Linked DNA regions of Zea mays: region 1 is linked to region 2. A link is a contact called in public Hi-C data. All regions are on one chromosome and are shown on one strand. Each heading gives the region's core, a stretch centred on a gene start, on an enhancer-like site or on the middle of the called end of the contact. The rest is flanking DNA. Distances are from core to core; before and after follow the strand shown. Region 1 has its middle 27 kb from the start of LOC111589637. Region 2 holds the start of LOC103630485 (U-box domain-containing protein 16).

Region 1 (3,553 bases), core at 472-2,971, 130 kb before region 2:
TCAATGCAAGGATCGCCTGACACCTTATCCTGACGCACGTTCCTCAGTCGACAGGATCGAAGTGACCGCAGTCACTTCGCCCTCCCACTGACTGATCTGACAGGAAAACAGCGCCGCTCGCCCCTCTCCGACTGCTGTGCCACCCGCCAGGGTGAGGCTGACAGCGGTCGAGTCCAGCCTCGGGCGCCACAGGAAGCTCCGCCTCGCCCGACCTTGGGCCTCGGCCTCAGGAGAAGTCTCCGCCTCGCCCGACCTTGGGCCTCGGCCTCAGGAGAAGTCTCTGCCTCGCCCGACCCTAGGGCTCGGCCCCCGCCTCGGCCTCGGAAGATGGACTCCGCCTCGCCCGACGCCAGGGCTCGGCCTCGACCTCGACCTCGGAAGATGGACTCCGCCTCGCCCGACCCTAGGGCCCGGTCTCAACCTCGACCTCGGGCGGAATCGCGTCCTCGCCCGACCCCGGCCTCGGCCTCGGGAGGAGTCTCCGCCTCGCCCGACCTCGGGCTCAGACCGACCACGCCGCAGGGGGTATATCATTACCCTACCCCTAGCTAGCTCAGGCTACGGGGGAACAAGACCGGCGTCCCATCCAGGCTCGCCCCGGTAACAAGTAATGATGGCTCCCCGCGTGCGGCCATGACGACGGCGGCTCTCAGCCCCTTACGGAAGTAAGGAGACGTCAGCAAGGTCCCGACAGCCCCGACAGCTGTGCTTCTATAGGACTCAAACGCTCCTCCGACGGCCACGACACCATGTACATAGGGCCCTAGCACCTCTCCGACAGCCACGTTGGCATGTACATAGGGCTCCGGCTCCTCTCTACCGGACACGTTAGCATATCGCTACACCCCCATTGTACACCTGGACCCTCTCCTTGCATCTATAAAAGGAAGGGCTAGGGTCCTCATACGGGAGGGTGGTCGCGCGGGACTCTCTCCCTCGCGAACGCTTGTAACCCCTACTGCAAGCGCATCCACTCCGGCGCAGGACAACACGAAGTTGCGGTTTTCCCCCCTTTGTGCTCCGTCTCGCGCCAACCCATCTGAGCCGGGGCACGTAGCGACAATTTACTCGTCGGTCCAGGGACCCCCGGGGTCGAAACGCCGACACTTATCCTGTCCATCTTTGGCTTGAGGTTGAGGCTAGGGCTAAGGTTATTGAACTCTTCTCACTCTTTCTTCCTCTCCCACTCCTAGGCCCATTTGTAGGGTTTTTTTAGCACTATTACTTGTCTCAAAATTTAGTGATACATCCATTCTGATAGTGTGGAAAATTTAGCTCAAATAATAATAAACGTTTTGAACCTCCAACAGTTACTATAAGTTATGGCAGTGACGGGCTATCAACCGTTACTGTAAGCTGCGGGTGCGGGGCACGCAGGCAACAGCAGCCGCAGCGTCGGGCGTCCGTGTAGCTCTTGTATCATTGCGCCGCCTTCCACTGTCGTTGCACCCACCGATCCCTCGCTCTCGGCCTAGGGCAGTAGGATGTATAGGGGATTAACAACCAGTCGCGGCCGCCGGCCGCCGGGCGGTGATGTGCGCGTCGTAAAAAAGATGGCAGTGCCGCTGCCGCTAGGCGCTAGGGGACGAACAGAGAACATGAGGCAGGAGGAGGGAAGAGCACAAACAAACCCGTGGCGGCGTGGCCCGTGGGGCGGCCATGGGACGATCGCTCGCCAGCTCGTCGCGCCGCTAGCGAAAGTAGAAAACGTGGCGAGTCCCTCACCCCCAACGGCCCAACCCCAAAGCCCGACCCATGCCGAAGGTATTGGGACCGGCGGGCGGACTGGGCCAAAGAAAAGAAGGCGAGCGGAAGCTAGATGATGCTGGTGTCGCCACGCGGCCGCTCGGGCACTCTGGCATCTTTGTTCTGCAATCATCTGGTCTTTGTTCGTTTCCTTCCTTTTCCGCTGTCCAAGCAAGGAATTAACTTGGGCTGTGCTGGTAGGAGTCATTCCAATTTCCACTGTGCACTCACTGCTGAAATTATCTGCTCCTTTTCGCCGTCTGCTGTTGGATCTCTTGCAATATGCAAGCTCACCTACTGTCGCTTCCTGAACCTGAATGCTTGGTTGTCTGTCATACATGCACCTCCACATTGGCCTCAGTACTTCGCTGCGCTGCGCTACGGCTACAAGGGACGCGACGAAAGCAACCCGTATCCGCGACACAATCATGCAACCCGGTCCCTTTCGCGAAGATCAGCCGCCCGTGCGCTGGTGTCCGCCGTATCCACGCACACGGCACACACCTGGACAACAGGCTCGCTGGCTGCCGCCGCGGCCGCACGGGCGCCAGCCACCACGAGTGACATGTCACCTACCGGATGCAAGTGGCCACGCCATGGCACCGGCGAGCCGTCCTTGCTCTTCCTGATAAGAGTGATAGGTGATAGCCTCTCAGCTTGACCGGCTATGGACCGCAGTGGCTGCTGTTTCGTCAGAGAGGTGGTGACTGCTGGTGATTCTCCCCTGAACCGGTCTGTCACACTGCCGAGTGACCGCTGGCTCGACGGAAGCTTCGCCGGCCACTGGCCTGCCGCCTGCGCGGCTGATGCAGCAGGAGCAGCAGCACTGCGCTCTGACTCTGAGAGATCACTCTGGCTTTTCTCGGTGCTCTCCCGCCGCTTGCACGTACACGTGTGTTGACCAGGGCAGCCCCGGCCAAACGCACGGGACAAGCTGTTCATTCTCCGTCCGTGTGGGTATCTGAATTTATTTGTCTGCTTCCTGCTCGTGCCGCTTTTCCCTGTGGAGGGTTTACCGTTTACCAGCGTGTGTTACTCGCCTGAATTCTTTTCATTTCAGGCTGGTGTGGTGGAATATATCTTCAGTAGTTCAGTAGGCTATATGCATGAGAAGCATTGCTCTTACCCCAAACCGTATGCAGGATTGCGGGGAGAATTAGCGTTAGCTCCTCACACCATATGAAGGAGCACTGGGACAGCGTATGTTCCTGGCCTGTCGCCTGAATTCTTTTCTTTCCTTTTCATTTCTGCTTGGTGGTATATCTTCAGTAGTTCAGTGGATGACCACTAGGCTAGGCATGCATGAGAAGCACTGTTTACCCCAACCATATGAAGAATTCATAGCACTTGGGGCTTACAGAATTAGCGCTCCTCAAAGAAGAAAAGGCCACCGAGGGGCGGTGGACCGACCGCTGTCCCTGTGTCCTGGTCGTGGGCCAGATGGGCACCACACACAAGCAACTTCACCTCAAATTTGATAAGTGAACAGTGTGAGTAAACCATAAAGCTTGGACCTGATCGTTTTGACCTTAAGGGCTTGTTCGGTTCTACCTCAATCCATATGGATTGAGGCCGATTGAGGGGTTTCAGTCACTAGTAAGTCAAAATATCTCTCAATCCATATGGATTGAAAATAACCGAACAAACCCTAAGAGAATGCTAAAATTAGTTAGATACATTCAAACAGTCTAGTTAATAATAATTTAGTTATATATTATCTACTTTTAGTAAATTATCCTAATGCACTATAATTAATAGGTAGTTGACTAAAAAATTACTAGTGAAATTAGCTAGTTAACAAATAGTT
Region 2 (3,295 bases), core at 216-2,715:
CGCCGCCTTCAGCGCGGCCTTGTTCGCGCCTACCGCCGGCGCCGGCTCGGCTTTCCCGGACTCGCTGCTCTCCATGGGGATGCCGTTCTCCCGGCACCACCGCGATATCAAGTTCTTGAGCGCCTTGTTGGGCACGAGTTCCAGATTCAGCAGCACTTGCCCGGTCTTGGGGCACGTGGATTTGCCAGAGCCGAACCAGCGCGTGATGGAGTCACGGTCGTACGTCTGACCGCTAGAAGCCACGACGGGGTCGCCCATCAGCTCGAGGGAGATGGGGCACCGGAAGTCCGGCGGCGGCGACGGTGGCTCCGCGTCGTCGAGATCCACCTTGGAGTCCACGGGCCGCGGCGTGGCGGCACTGAAGAGGACGCACTTGGCGTAGCGGAGGAGGCCGACGAGGGCGATCATCGACGACGTCCACCTCTCGGCGACGCGGTCGCCGATCTCCCGCTCCAGGGTCTCGATCTCGTCGCTGCAGCTGGCGGGGTCGTTGATGCCCACGTCCTCCAGGATACCCTCAAGCCTCTCCCGCTCCGGCACGATCTCCCGCTCCACCTCCTGGATCAGCGCGAGCACGCCCGCCTTCAGCTCCAGCTCCGGGGCCGCCGCGCGGCGGCACTGCCGCGACGCGAGCGCCAGGAGGTCCGACACGTCGTCGGCGAGCCCGAGCTCCGCGGCGGGGAGCAGGTCGATCAGCGTGGCGAGGTCGTGCTGGAGCTCCCGCGCGCGCGCGGCCACCTCATCCGACTGAAGCAGCAGGCGCGTGCGGCTGCGCGTGGCGCAGTCGGCCACGAGCGCCTTGAACCGCTGCAGCACGAGCAGGAGCTCCCGGAGGCACAGGGACGCGGAGCGCGGCAGCAGCAGCAGCAGCAGCGGGCCCGCGGCCGCGCCGCACAGCAGCAGGTCGTCGAACACGGCGGCCAGCAGGCGCGCCCGCCTGGCCACCGCTGCGAAGACCGGCCGCAGGAACGGCGCCGGCGCCTCGGCCGCCGACAGGTCCCGCGCCAGGCGGTGCAGGGAGCGCAGGACCTCCCCGTCGGGCGCCGACGAGGAGTAGGGGGATGACGGCCACGCGTCGCTCATCATTGGTGCTGCTGTATGTGCCTTGAGTATGTAACGATGGAATCCGATTCTGATTACAATCTCAATCCGATTCTGATTACAATCTCAATCCGAAGAGAAGGCGGTGAAGAAACACGGATGGATGGACAAGTGAGACGAGTTGGAGATGGGATGGGACGATGAGATGGGAGAAGACACGGAGCGGAAGGCGGGGAGGGGTAGCATATATACGGGGTGGCCGGCGTGGGTGGCTTGGCGCGTTGAGTTGTGCGCGAGCTGGGGTTGAAGAGGCTGGAAATCGGACGGAATCCTCCTGACTGTTGTGGCCCCAGATGTGATGGATACCCATGTCATGGCATGTGCATTTCCTTTCTTTATTGCTGTCGTTCTCCAACTCAACACTAGTAGGAGTATTTACTTTTTTCCCACCAAAAGAAAAAAAACACTATCTTTGAGGCGAAACGGTTTGAAGCCGAGATGTTGTCGACAGCCTGACGCGCTGGGCCATAACAGAAAAAAAGGGGGCAAAACGCTGGCCGCTCGATCTCGGTGCACGGCCGGCCGGATTTGGCCGGGGGTACTTGGCCTCGTGTAGTCGTGTGTGACTCGGCTTGGGTCTGGCAGTTGAGGGAGAGGGGTTGGTAAAGCTGCTAGAACCGGTTTGAGCGGATCGCGTCCATGGTCTCGTTGTTGCAGGCCGGGATAAGAAATGGAAAGCTTCAATTTTTCACCAAAAAGGAAATGGAAATCTTCCAAGGTTGCGCTGCAGTTTGCAGGACAAATTCCTGTTCTCGAACGGGCGAGGACAGTTTCCTGCAGGTCCTTTGTCAGCAACCACGCCCAGTCCCCAGCCATGGTGCAGGCAGTTGCTCATTTCCCCCATGTCACATGTGGAAATCGAATATTACACTCTGGATCACGGTCACACCATACACACAGGACCCGACCGGCTCTACGCTCCTGGAAGGAGAGGCAGATGCGTTGCTTCTTGATGCAACCAGGTGGATCGTGTGATATAAAAGCTACATGTCGCATCGCACGTACTGGTATTAGTTTGCCCCCACGAAGTCCACGTTTTGCACCGAATCGACAGATATGGTTCGTGCCAGTACCCTCCAGTTGGACCGCAGTGACCAGTGGTGGCGCATAATGTTAGAAATATAGGTATTTTTCATATCATTTTAATTCCATAAATTAACATTATGATGATGACACATAAAATATGTTTAATCATAGAAATCGTGATTTTAAATATATTCATAACAATATGGATCATGAGAACATAAAGCATATGAATCATATAAATATAATAAGCATATAAACAGTCAGAACAATTGAGAATAAACAGACAACAACATAAACAGCATGACTGTAAAATTAAGACAAACAAATTTATCATATTACTAGTATGAACAGGCATCAGACATGTCATGATATAATATGACAAAACACATTGGATAAATTTATGGCTATATATGAAACAGCAGGTATGAACATATGTAACATATATAATCTGCAGAATGTAAAACAGTAAGGAGATGAATTGATCATACCCTCCCATGCGCTCCGAGGATCTAGATCCCTGTCCAACTTCACTTGTCATGTGGTACGAGATGAAGACGCCAGGAACCAGCGATGAAGACAAAGACAGATGTTGGGCAGTCGCGTAGACGCTCCCCAAAAACCTAATTGCCGATCCCCCGAGCAGGGTCTCGAACGGCAAGGGCTTCGGAGGCACCTGCCCTCTCGCCTCTCTGTGCGCGCAGAGCTACGAGATGGAAACACCCTCACTTGCGGCTGGACTTGTGACTCTGAAATGGTTCTGTTCTCGTGTGTGTCAAGTGCGAGGGGTTCTCCTCTATTTAACCTCTCGCAGAGGGAAGCTGAAGGAGAAGAGTCTGCACGCGACACGCCAAGAGACGGGCAGCTGAAGGACAACGGTCTCGCATGCAGCTGAAAGGTTTACGCGGTTAGTGGGTGCTAAAAATTAACACAACCACACCACACCCCGCCCGCTCGCCTGCCTGCCTGCCTCGCCACGCCCGGCCCGGCCGGCGGCGGCGGCGGCGCGCGCGCGCGTGTGGCACGCTCTTGTCCATTTCTTGACTTCCCAAGTTAAGTGGAATAAATCCCACCATATAAGTCAAGCCAAAAGACCCTTGGACTTCCAATGTGGTACTATTGGTATTCTCCACCATTACACACCATAGAGTTTATTCAATAAATGGGTCAA

Evidence for each region. Hi-C and Micro-C count contacts between places; a contact is called where the count stands out from the background.
Region 1: a contact with region 2 is called in a Hi-C map of tassel, with 3 times the contacts expected there. The contact joins the enhancer-like site here to the promoter of LOC103630485 in region 2. A contact is called at or near these places in 2 of 25 Hi-C or Micro-C datasets (ear and tassel).

Annotation. Positions count from the first base shown.
Region 1 is chr6:165,110,774-165,114,326 of Zm-B73-REFERENCE-NAM-5.0, reverse strand. No RefSeq gene overlaps it. Among protein-coding and RNA genes, the nearest start is that of LOC111589637, 27 kb to the left of the region's middle. Within about 2 kb of position 1,721, at least 16 of the 20 cell types and tissues checked have an H3K27ac peak or open chromatin away from gene starts, as enhancers often do. A contact at or near this core is called in ear and tassel, where this site is marked.
Region 2 is chr6:164,979,137-164,982,431 of Zm-B73-REFERENCE-NAM-5.0, reverse strand. It overlaps LOC103630485 (U-box domain-containing protein 16), which reads right to left and starts at 1,465. Exons shown (of 1, transcript XM_008651535.4): 1 at 1-1,465. The coding sequence starts at 1,086.